Regions from separate parts of the Gossypium hirsutum genome. Here region 1 is linked to region 2. Evidence: chromatin contacts called from public Hi-C data. All regions are on one chromosome and are shown on one strand. The core of a region is the stretch at or near the end of the contact, and the rest is flanking DNA. Distances in the headings are between cores, read along the strand shown.

The links. Hi-C and Micro-C count contacts between places; a contact is called where the count stands out from the background.
Region 1: a contact with region 2 is called in a Hi-C map of leaf, with 1.9 times the contacts expected there. The contact joins the promoter of LOC107920078 here to the promoter of LOC121225106 in region 2. A contact is called at or near these places in 3 of 34 Hi-C or Micro-C datasets (callus and leaf).

The regions. Positions count from the first base shown.
Region 1 is chrD13:50,223,761-50,229,896 of Gossypium_hirsutum_v2.1, reverse strand. LOC107920078 (probable folate-biopterin transporter 4) reads left to right here and starts at 1,400. Exons shown (of 7, transcript XM_041109050.1): 1 at 1,400-1,584; 2 at 2,260-2,387; 3 at 2,785-3,006; 4 at 3,138-3,605; 5 at 3,961-4,158; 6 at 4,260-4,397; 7 at 4,473-5,157. The coding sequence starts at 1,504. The coding sequence ends at 4,572. LOC107920079 (purple acid phosphatase 18-like) reads right to left here. Exons shown (of 5, transcript NM_001327167.1): 3 at 6,039-6,136; 4 at 5,868-5,956; 5 at 5,299-5,737. The coding sequence ends at 5,518.
Region 2 is chrD13:50,045,899-50,053,005 of Gossypium_hirsutum_v2.1, reverse strand. LOC121225106 reads right to left here and starts at 2,962. Exons shown (of 3, transcript XM_041109045.1): 1 at 2,593-2,962; 2 at 2,389-2,452; 3 at 1,519-2,304. The coding sequence starts at 2,248. The coding sequence ends at 1,742.

The DNA.
Region 1 (6,136 bases), core at 151-2,650, 180 kb before region 2:
GTTTTAAATTTCTCCATCTTGTACTCTTCGTTTGTTTGCTCATTAGTGAAGACTCATTTGCTCTCGTGATTTTTTATCCTCTTGATTGGAGGAGTTTTTCCACGTAAATTTGTGTGCACAATTTTCTCTATTCCTTCTTTCTCATTGTTTAAACGAGTCGATCCCCAACACCGGGCTCAGGCTAAAAGAATCTTGCCCAATGCTCGACCTATATAGAAAACGAGTCTTAAATTTTACCCAAGCCTATTTTACGAGCCTCGTATTTTCGTCCAAACTCTCTCATTTTTCGAACGGGCCTTTGAGCTTGGGCTGGTGACCCGGCCTATGAGCAGGTCTAGATAAAATCACCTAACCAATTGAAATTTATTTGATAAATTTTATTTTGGGTTTTTTCCCTTTTTATTTTAGGGATAATGTAAATTTTGGCCTCTGAACTTATCATGTAGATCCATATTGGGATAATGTAGCTTTTGGCCCTTAAACTTTGCAAGTAGGTCGACATTGGCCTTTAAACTTGACAACTAGGTTCATTTTGGTACATGTACTTTTTCTGCTCATTTTGGCACTTGAACTAGACAACTAGATCCATTTTAATGCCTGAATTTGAAAATTCTAAATGTTTGATGATGTGACACTCTGAGTTTGAAAAATAAAAAATTTTTAGATGATGATGTGGTACAATCTTAAAGTGTAATATTCAGTATTTTAATAACCGAACTGGTGGTTGAACATGTTAGGCTACTAGTTCTTGATTCAACCAATTCGATTGGTTCAACCGTCGGACCAACGATAATTAAATAAATAATTAAAAAATCATAAAAATTTTAAAAAATAAAATAAAATCAATTTTACTTGGCTTTTTAGATTTTTATGATTATTTATTTATTTATTTATTGTTGGTCCGAAAATTGAACTGATCGAACTAGTTGGATCAAGAGCTAGTGGTCTAACATGTTCAACGATCGGTTCAGTCACTAAAATATTGAATATGACATTCTGAGATTGTACCACATAATCTTCTAATTTTTTTTCAAGTGATGATGTAACAGAATCTTAGAGTGCCACATATCTAACTTTTTAGACAAGTTCTGAGATTAAAATGAACCTAGTTGTCAAGTTCAAATATCAAAGTGAACAAAACAAGTACCAAGTACCAAAGTGAACATAGTTATCAAATTTAGGGGCCAAAGTGAATTTACTTGCCAAGTTCAGGAGCTATAATTTACATTATCCCTTTATTTTAAGGTAAATTTTGATCAAAAAGTCAAAGTCAACACAGAAGGCAAGGGAGGAGACCTTGACTGGTGCTGTGGGCGGGACCAGATAGCTTACGTGGCGAGACCTAGTTGGACCATGTACGTGTTCACCATTTTATTCCATAACTGAAAATTAACACCCGCCCCCCAACAAAACGATTTTTGACGATCCAGAAACCGATCCAAGAGAAATTTATAAGTTCTTTTTTCCTTTTTCTTTCATATTTGTTTGTTTTGTTTCTGAAAGATGATACAATGTATAAAGCAGCTCAAAACGGCATTTGGTTTGGCGTTTTTATGGCTTGTTTGTTTGATTTACTTCACCCAGGTTCCCCCATTTCTTTCTTCTTCTTTTTTCCCTCTTACTTTGATTCATAGACTTCTTAATTATGTGAAATTCCATTGCTTTGGTTTTGTGGTTTCTCTTTGTTGATTTCGTATTGGGTTTTGTTGAAAAACTAAAAATTTGCATTTAAAGTTTTGATTTTCTTTTCTTCTTTTTAATTGTCGATGTTATATAACTTTGGATTTGGATATCATATGAATTTGTAAATGACAGTTTGGGTTAATATTTTATTTGTTTTCTCGTTGAAGGAAAATATGCTCGTTTAGGTAATTGAAAGCAATAATTTTGTTAAGCCAAATAGAACCTCGTGATTTACGTTTGATTGATGCTGAATTATGAATGAGATCTTTGTCAAGCCTCAGACGACATAATTGAGAAGCTTTTCTTTAGTTTCATGCTTAAAGCTAAATGAGTTTTAGTTTAGAAACATCACCCATTTTTTCTGCTTAGATTTCCCTAAGGCAGCTAAGATGAATTAAGTGTGATTCAAGATTTCCCTGAAGCATCTGTTGCATAAGCTAGCAATCTCATTTTTGTTCCGGGTTTCCAATAGTTCCTATCTCTATGCTCTTGTAATTCCTATGTATGTTACCTTTTGTCCCCTTTTATTTTAATTTGAGTTTGGATTTAAAGTAACTTCACGATGTATGAGTGCAGGGTTTCAGATCATTCGTATGGACAGCAGTTTCTTACCAGTTGAAAGATAGGCTTAAGTTGTCACCTTCGGCTTCCCAATTTGTGTTTTCAGTATCATTTTTCCCATGGAGCATAAAACCTATATACGGGTACGCGTCATTGTGGTGCTTAGTACTCTTGTTGTCATGGAATGACATTATTGTGGTAGATTTATTTATTAGAAAAAAAGACATATTGAGGTTCTAAAGAATCTGGATAATATCAGTTTGGTGTTTTCTGATAAACCAATCTTTAGCATGAAAGTATAAGCATAGGAAAAGCATGTTTTCAGGGAAAATATCTTTCTGGAACATGATTGGTAATGGAATAATGACCATGAAATATGTTGTAAAGGATGTTAATTATGATGTAGTCCTTACTAAAGCCCTAATATAATGTGATGAAAACTATTTGGCTGAAAAATATATGATGACAAGAAAATTGTCCTTTTAGCATTATTGTATCTCTTGATTGTTTATTGGAGCCTTACTCTGTTTCCACATGCAGGATTTTGTCCGACTGCATTCCGATTAAAGGGAAAAAAAGGATCCCATATTTGGTGATTTCCACTGTGATGTCTCTTGTGCCATGGCTTATTCTGGGTATAAATGCCTCCACAAGTAGTTCCATAGGGCACCTCATGATCTTATTAACACTGCAGAACCTAGGTTCTGCAATGGCAGATGTTGTGGTTGATGCAATGATCGCTGAGGCTGTACAATTTGAGAAGTATGTTCTTCTATCAAATTTACTTTTCAACTCTGTTTGATAAATCCTTCTATGTTTTCTGCAACCAATTGTTTGCTTGGTTTTATTTCAGTAGAACAAATAACTTACAAAGTTGAACTAACTTTCATCAGGGCCTCCTTTGCCGGAGACCTTCAGTCATTGTCATGGTTATCGATGGCTTTTGGTGGAGTGTGTGGGAGTTTGCTAGGAGGATATGCATTAACCAACTTAGAGATAGATATTATCTTCCTTCTTTTCTCTATACTTCCAGCCATACAGTTGTTTTCATGTGGTTTGGTCGAAGAGAGTTCTATGGGGGGTGAAGTTTTATCTGATTTCTGTATTTCAAGTGATTCCCATCATTTGAATGGAAAAGCTAATGATTTGGATGAAGACAGTTCTTTGGAAAAGAAATCCTATGTTAGTACCAGAAAAAGAAAGAAGATCCAAAAGAAAAGCAAAAAGACACAACTTACACGCAGAAAAGCACAGACTCTGAGTCCTGGAAAGGGCGAGTCCCTACCATTACTGTGGTTCCAGTCCCTGAAATATGCCACTTACAATTTGTGCCGTGCTTTTAAACAGCCTATGATTTTGAGGTAAGTATTAACTTACTTTCTGGAACTGAAGGTTAAACATAGTGTTATTAAATGCATTGCATTTCCAAGGCAGCTAATAGAAATGATTACTCAAAAATGGCGCATGGTCTAGAATAGTCTCGCTAATGTTTGTCCGCATTTTATGTGGGGTAGACACAGCTCTTTGACTATAGATGTGTAGATTTAAAAAGTCATTTAAGTATTGTCTATGAAACATTGGATAATCAGCAGTTGATCTTTGATACTATCCTAGTTGACGCTATTGTTTGATATTGTCTCAGAGTTATACTTTATATATGTTCTTTGCCCTTCTAATCAAGTTTCTTTTGATTTAATTTTCCCCTGGAAAAACAAGACCAATGGCTTGGTTTTTCCTAGCACACGTTACTGTTCCAAACCTTTCAACCGTCATGTTCTACTATCAGACTGAGTTTTTGAAGTTGGAAGCATCTTTTTTGGGGACTGTACGAGTTATTGGATGGTTAGGACTCATGCTAGGGACATTTACATATAATCAGTACTTGAAGAAAATGAAGTTACGAAGAATTCTCGCGTAAGTACTTAGTACTTTAGCTTAATTCATTTGTAAAAGATTTTCCTTTCCTGAAACTAATGTGATTAAGTTGTATCTCCTATTCCGAAAATGTAATGCAGGTTGACTCACATTGGTTTGGCTTTCTTGAATCTCTTTGATGTTATTTTGGTGTCTCGAACTAATGTTGCCTTTGGAGTATCAGACAAGACCTTGGTTCTTTGTGGATCTGCACTTTCAGATGCCGTCAACCAATTCAAGTATGTATAATGCTTTCTTTTTCATAAATCATCACTATCATAATATGAATATGAAATTCTTCATCATGTGCGCAGGCCACATGCCTTGTTCTTAGTTTTTAGTTACGTTCAAAGCTTAGACATTCTCTCTTCAGCCAACCTGTCCTGTCACTGCACAGGTTCATGCCATTCTTGATCTTGTCCGGACAGCTTTGCCCACCAGGAATTGAAGGAACACTTTTTGCTCTCTTTATGTCAATAAACAACTTTGGGTCCACTGTAGGATCGTTTGTAGGCGCTGGGTTAGCATCAATCTTGAACATCTCTTCAGGATCTTTCGACAACCTTCTTTTAGGCATCAATATTCAACTCTTCTGCACTTTCATTCCTGTTGTGCTCCTGTTTTTGATACCGAAGGAAGCTACAGGGATAGCGTGATAACTTACCTTAAGATGTTTCAGATGAACAACCAGGGTTGCTAGCCACTGACTCTGACTCGACTAGATATCATCCTAACAATTATAATCTCTCCATCAACTTAGTTGCTACTAAAATACAGGTAGCCATACACAGAAATTAATAGCAATGGATACATTGAGTCATTTGGTTCTTGGTTTACATCTTTAAATATCTTCATTCTGATATTACAAAGGCATTTTTGTATAAACCGTTTTTGGTTAATTGATTCGTTACTCGAAGGAATGTAACAATCGTAAGAAAAGATTGAGGATTCAGTTTTTGCCTAAACATCTTAAATATTTTTTTACGGTGTTTCATATTATATTGTATTTTAATCAATATTCTTTTATTGTACTGTGTAATCAGGTCATTTCGAAATTGCTAAACTTACTTTTTTAGTACAAAAATAATACCTCCGTTGACAGTGCTCAATCGATCGGAGCAACTTTTCAGTATGCGCATAGGGAAACAAAATTATCTTTGAAAAGTTACATATAAGAAATGAGCAATAGGACAACTTCAAATGGAGATGGCCTTTATGCTCAATTACATGAAACGAATAACCATTTTACTAATTGAAACCATGTCTTCTAGTATTAGTATATATATACACACAACACACATCAAACTGTTTAGCAACAACTTGGCTCGAATCTAGGGACACTGACCGCCAAGTCTTAGTTTAAGGAGAAACAAGAATTTTACTTGATTCATAAGCCTTTTCTGCAAGACATCCAGAACTGATGAGAGAGGTTATCCAAACCTGATCGGACCGTACTGGTTCATCGTCATCATTCCGGTGCCAGCTCCAAAATGCATGAGTTGAATTCACTATCTTGAGCTCGCCATGACCAAAGCTCGCTTCACGGAACATTGACCACTCTGGTGTTGGGTGAATGTACCTGTAAGTAAATTTACATGACTTACTATATTCTGGCTCAACGTTGTTACAACAAACAAGATAAATGTATGATGTTCAATTTGTATTACAACTAAGATCAGAATTTAAGAAATTTGTTTGTTATGACATACTTTTGAGCTAAACCTTCTCTGTTGCCTCCATCTCCAATAGTAATATGAACAGTGCCACAAGGATCTGATTTTCCCTTGTTAACACGTTTCTGCCAGGTAGAGAACAACATTATCATATATCCAACTAATAACATAAGAATAAGAAAGAAAGCTAGGCCAATATTGACATACGGAGCGCTCGTAAGCATGCACGTGACCCGCAAATACTAAATCAACACCAGCAGCATAAAGCAGTGGTTCCATGGCTGCCATCATCCCATCCCCTTCAC
Region 2 (7,107 bases), core at 1,713-4,212:
TGGAGCAATCAATTTGTCCTCTAAAGAAAAGAACTCTTCGTTCCAAATTGATAATAAACCGCTAGCAAAGCCGATTGAAGCCGAAAACACCCACCTACCGCCCTCTACCCCCCAAACTCTCTTGACAATAACATCTTTGACAACTTCGAGTTGGTTTCTTGAAAGAAGACAAGTTTCGGTTTCCATTTCATTACAAATTTCCTAGAAGCTCTCCTTTTCTCCCCCTTCCCCATACCCCTGGTATTCCGCGAGATAAGGTTAAAAGACATTGCAAAGAAAACACACCTGAGCTAAGCGAAATTTTGACGTATCTAGGGGCTTTCTCCCTGAAGCATGTTTCCTAGCCATTTTAAATTGGGTTTGCTCCTGACCCTGGGCCACTGTTTGCTCCAATCTCACCTCGTGAGAAAACCCATTAGCAAGACCAGTGTTATTTAAGCCCCCAGCCAAAGGATACTCAGCTGTGGGGTCCAAAGGTAAACCTCCAGCCTCATCCACCTTTGACTCTAACACGCTAAGGTTTGCCTCAACATCGAAGTGCTGCTCGTTAATTCTACTGTCTGCAAAACCGTTACCACTACATGCATCACTACAAGTAGGCATGTGTTCCAACAAGAAGGTTGGCTCAGCATCTCCATTGGGTTCCGAGCATTAATTCTCAACCTCCAAAGGCCGCAACCTTGAGATTTCATCCAGTCTGTTCGTATTCTGATGATCAACATCGCTCCTCTGACTGCCAATGCTTTCCCCGTCTACCCACTCCATTTCTGGATCAGCTTTCTCAGCTGAAACAAACATCTTATAGCTTTTACCTTTAAATGTGACGCTGGATGGGATTCTATCTCTACTAGCTACTTTAATAAAATATAATTAAATCATAACAAATATAAGAATCCACGCTCTACTAGAACAAAAATACATTCGAAAAAGAAAAACACAAAACATATCAAATATGTATTTCTGTTTTCACAGTCGATGTGGGATTGTTTGCGCTTTTTTTTTTCTTTTACAAAAACTGTGACATCTTCTATGTTCACTGTGGCATATCATTAATATCCAGAGTCATTTTGACTCTAAATCTCATGATTAGCATAAATTTTAACGTACGAGATTCACACTTCATTTCTGAAAACATATGTGACAAAAATGCATGTTAAGTTCATCGACTGTGTCGTTTTAAAAGTTTAGAATGAAAGTGACAGAAAGCAATTGAAGGAATAAACGAAACCCTTATTCATTGAATGAGTTTGCTGTATTTATTTTGCTAACAGGAAAGCCTAAAACTGACAAATTCAGAAAACAACATCATCAATTAGGCCATGGTCCCAATTTTGGAACTTATAGCAAAGATACATGTCCAATCTTTTGTTTGATATGCACATATTACGACACTTGTTTGGAATTGATTGACAAGGTGGTTCAAGTTTCTGGCTCATGTGACTTAACACTGCAACATTAATTGTAAAATTAGGCTATGGGTTACATATGGTTTGGATTCATGACATTCACAACTTTGTATAATAAACATGATCAGTATGATACGCACTTTTATTAATACACGTACGTGTACATGGATTACCATTATATATCTTCAACTCTTAACTAATATGGCAATGATCATTGATTGATTCAATTATTTGAAAACGTAAAAGTGGATCTATATACTGAAATAAACTAGCATGAAAACTGAAAGAGGAAACTCTTTCAATTATCATTTATGAATGATCACCATGTGATAACATTATTCAAGGAAACCTGTTTTTGTTAAAACAGCGTTTCTCACTTTCTTCAAATCCCTCCCTTTTAGTTTTCTACCAACACCTTCAAAAACTGAGAATGACGAAATCTGATTCCTTGCAAGCCTCCTTGCAAGAATTTCATGTGGTGGAAGCATGGAATTGTATTCATCATCATCGTCATCATCATCATGCCATGAACCATTCCTCATCTTTGTAGAAAGCTTTGACAAATCAGGGATGTTTTCTGGGGCTGATTGCTGCTTAACATCGTTAGCCTCATGACTGTAACTAGAACAACAACTGCCAATGTTACTGCTGGTATTAATTGCAGACAAAGTTCTTGGGATCATTCTTGCAGCACTTGGAACATGTCCTCTATCAGGAATGGAAGATTCACTGGAATGTCCAACCTTGTAAGTTGAATCCTTACTTTCCTTAAGAACTGCCCAAACATCTCCTTCCTCAAAATCCCCATCTCTCAAGGATGGAAAACTATATCTATCTTCCATTCCCAAATTTCTACAAAAACACCATCTGCTTCACTTTAACATCCAAAATTTCCCTACTTTCAATAAAATTTTACACAAATAGATAAAAGGGTACATCGACAAAACACCAAAGCATAAAAAATAAAAAAAGATTTATCTACCTTTTCTTGGATTAAGAACCTTCCAAAATGCAAAACTTTCCCACAGATTCTAAAGAGGTTATATCTGCATCACGACAAAGAAAAAACAAGTTAAAACATTCATTTCTTTATATTTTTTCAACAAAATCATGCAAAAAAGGAAGGTTTTTCTTCATCAGAATCAAAGTAGCTTCGGAATTCAGTTTTTTTCTTAAAGAATCTTACCTATAGAAAAATTGATACAAAAGCTTCAGAGATGGCAGGTTTTGCAAAGGGACTGAAATAGGATACAAAGGAAAGCCAAAAGGCAGTAAAAACAAAGAACTAACGAAAAGGACACAACTTATATTATATTCTCCTTTACAAATGTACTTCCTTCTCTGTGCCTGCTTCCTCAATACTCACTTTGACGGAAAATTAAAGGAAACAGAGTGTTGATCTGTTTTGGTGCATTTTGCTGACTTTCCTATACTCTTACATGGCCAGATTCTTGGAGGGTGAATCATATATATACATATATGATATGTTTGTCTATCTTATCATTGTATAAAATGTTTTCTTAGTCTGCATGGTGGATATTAAAATTTGAATTAAAATATCAAAGCTATTTATTCTATATTAGAAGATGTCAGAATGTGGATGATATAAAAAATGTTTTTTTTAATTTATTCAACAATAAATATAGGTAGAGTGATAACAAGCTTCTATATAAACTTTATTAAACATCTGTTCGATTTTTAAATTTATGGGTTTTCGATTTATTTTTATATTTAAAGAATATATAAAAGTATGAAAATAGAAAAGTATTATCATAATAATATTATGTGTCAATTAAAAAATGTATATTAGTCTTTTCCCAACTGCATTCATATTCGGTTAGTCCATGACACTAATTTAGTCAGGGTTTTATGATTAGTATGGATAAAAAAGTTTTCAACATCAACTTATATATATATAAAAATAATATTCCCAATATATATCTATATTTCTTATACCCAATCATCTCTTTTGATCAATCTTCACCAGATAAAGTGCCTAACTGAGAAGGGCTAGTCAGACTGATGGTCTCACATGCCTGTTATGTGGGTTACGTCAAGGTTCCGCCAATAGCTACTCTCATCACATTTAATAAAGTCTTTCATCGCTCTATCGTTGGATCTAAAAAAATTAGAGTCAGGCCATACTATATCACATCCAAATAAAGCACGCCACAGCTTAGCATAGTAGGACATTTGTCCATAGGGACTCTACCAAGCCCCTCCTTTATATAGGCTCCCACTTTCCCCAAAGATTAATACTCTTTACCTATTTCGAAACTCGACCTAAATATCATTAGAATCCCCAACTCCCCTAACTAACGACTCTTCGCACCCACGTGTGAACTGCTCACAACATCCTCCACCAAATTATGCATTAATACATCATTTGTGGGGAGGAAATAAAAAATAATGTTTATACCCAATGAGAGCATTTAAATATGCAAAACCTAGAGAATGAAATCAACTATTAACAATTATATGATCCATCTATATCATTCAATGTAGCTTACCAACACCAATCAACAAGGATACAAAACTAGGCCACCATAACTCCAACATGGTTATTACAATAAGTACTCTTACAATAACATTTACCATGTGTAACACTTCATACCTGACACAATTGTCGGGTCTGAGTTATAAGGTGTCACATTCGTTGCCAAAGCAACTACAATCAAATTAAATACGAAATCACACCATCAAACATACAATCCATAAGAATTACAAGTAAACAATATAAAAAATAATCATTATTGGGTATTATACAAGCTTTTGAAAGCTTAAAGTTAACCCGAGATCGAAATATGATTGAATCGTAAAAAAAAATTAAAAATATTTAGGGTTCACATCGTGACATCGTCAAATAGTTTGTCACGTCATGACATCAAGCCACTTGACGTCGCAACACCATATAATGTTTTGACCTCGTTGAGATAATGGGGTTCCTCATCTTGCCATGACGTTATATGTCATTTCTCATCATGATGTGATACGTTTGACGTCGCAATGTCACATACTATTTCTACAATTTCTAAGATTTTTTTCCTGCAATCTTTGCCAAGCCAAAACCAAACATATTCAAATCAGATTTAACTACCATATGCACTTCTTTAACATCATTTCATGACATAATTATATATATACACTCTACTCTCAATATGCAAATGTTCCATTTCAACAAAACTAATCCCTAATGCAATTCAATCTAACTCAAGCATTCACACCAATATCATTAAGATCATTAACATATATAGCATTATACCATTTCAACTAAGATTATTAACCATTTGCAACTAATAATAAGGAAAGCCAATACATACATCAACAATTGAAATCAAAAGAGTATATATATAATCAAAACAAATATATATCATTCTTAAAATACCAAACCAACATGACTTAACCTATTAGATACATGCCAACTATTAACAAAATCCATAAACGAACAAACATTGATGAGCCCAGGATCATTGATTGGATGTTGAAGTTAATGCTCAGGAATTTTGAATAGAACCTAACCTGGGCACGGAAAACAAATCGCACATTGAGCAAATTGCTTAGTGGTAATTTCTACAATTCAAATCAATATGAACAAATTCATGCAAATGCATATGTTCAATTTGTAGTCTAACTTATGCCAACATATGAAAAATAATTTCACTTTCATATATCTATGCTTATATTCATAATAGCATACCAATTCTTTATACATACATATTAACTTCTCATATAACATTCAATTTATTAGCATTTAGTTCATTTCTACATTTATCCATGTATAATGATACTTATTCATTCACTAGTATCACAATTAAGTTTATAAGTCGCATTTCACTTTAAAATTTCAATCATTTCCAAGTCTAATAGCTCTTTCATACATAATTGGCCACAATAGCTCGTTTTCAACTCAAATCGAATTGTGTCACAGCATTGTCATTCACGTGTACGCAACATTAACAAAATTAAAAAATGTCAACTTTTTCATTCATTGTGAGGTGATTTGACAAAAAAATATAAGTTTAAGAGCTAAAAAGGTGAAAAATTAAATGAAAGGCTAAAATGATTTTGTTTTTATAAAGTTGGAGGGGTACAAAAGTTATTAAGTTTTTATTTATTTATTTATTGATATGATAGCTTAGTTGCTCCTTAGTGGGATCTTATTTCATGAATGTCCCACAATGTCCCTTTTTTTTATTGATTGATTAATATATTCTTTATTTACTAATTATTTCCCTTTTATTTTGTGTATGTGTCTAGCAATATATACACACACACATAGCTTTTGTCCCACCAAAATTGGGTTGAAATGGTTCACCAATTGGATCAAACATGCAAAAGTTAAAAAATTGTAATAGATTAAAGGTGGATGAATAAACTTTATTTAATGCTTCAATTACTTGGTGATAGATTAATTTGTTTCAAATTATGTTTTGGAGGTTTGAATTTAATAAATTAACATATTTGTATTTAGAATTTTAAATTATAATTTCTTAATCCAGTGTTAACCTCTTCAAAAAATAATTTAAATTAAATTTTAGTTAAACTATTTTTTTGTATTTAAATTTTTACAAATATATTTAAGACACTTACAATTTTTAATATTAAAATTTTAAAAACTTTTAAAATTGAATTAGACAAAAATTTATTGGAAGTGTGTTTAAAAAGTATAGTAAAAGACAAATTGAGCGATATTTCATTCGTATTCATAAAAAAGTACGTTAAAAACATATAATTTAGGTTAAATTCTTTTATTACATTGTACTATTTGAAATTTGAAATTTTAGTTCTGATGTAGCAGTTAAATCTGTTTGGTTCAATTATGTCATTAGTCCTATAGTATGCGTAAAGTTATAGATTTAGTTCACGTTCACCAATTGGATCCTTTTTAGTGGCTATATTTTTTTAATTTCAAAATTTCAGGCTTAATGTAAATGGCAGTCATTAAATCTATTAATTGAATTTTTGTAAGTAATATGTGAAAATAACAAAATAGACATAGCATTATATATGTGATAATATGTTTAACACGTTAAATTTTAAAAATAACAGAACTTGACTTAATGAATTTAATAGTTATCATTTGGTTAGAACTAAAATTTTCAAATTCTAAAAGTATAGGGACTAAAAATGACCAAATACTAAGTCCACAACTTACATAAAGTATAGGGTCTAATAACGGAATTTAACCTATAATTTATTATTTCTTAAAAAGCTACAATGTGAAGTTTTAAAACTAATTCCTTCCTTGTAAAAAAATAGAGCTTAAGAAAGGGTTTTTTACTAAAATAATACAAAAGAAATAAAAAAATACTAAAATAATATATAAAAAAATTATTTACCAAAATAATACAAAAAAAAGACGGCTGAAGGAGGGTAATGGAATGGCGGCACCGGTGGTGCCTTTCTCATTGGCAGCACCTATTGGCGGCACAGGACTAAAATGTAACTATATGTAGTTTCAAGGACTTGACATGCAAATTTACCATTTTGAATTTTGAAAGTGAATTGGTGCCGCCTGGGTGTGTCAGCGCCAAAGCTGAAACTTGGCTAATTGCCTTCTAAGCCTTCCTTATTTATTATTTTCTTTTTATTCCCCTTCAACTCACTTTTTTATTTAATAAACAAGCCCTCAACCTATTTTTGTAGTTAAATAAGCTCTTAATCTATGATTTTTACTCATAAAAGCCTTTTATTTTATTAT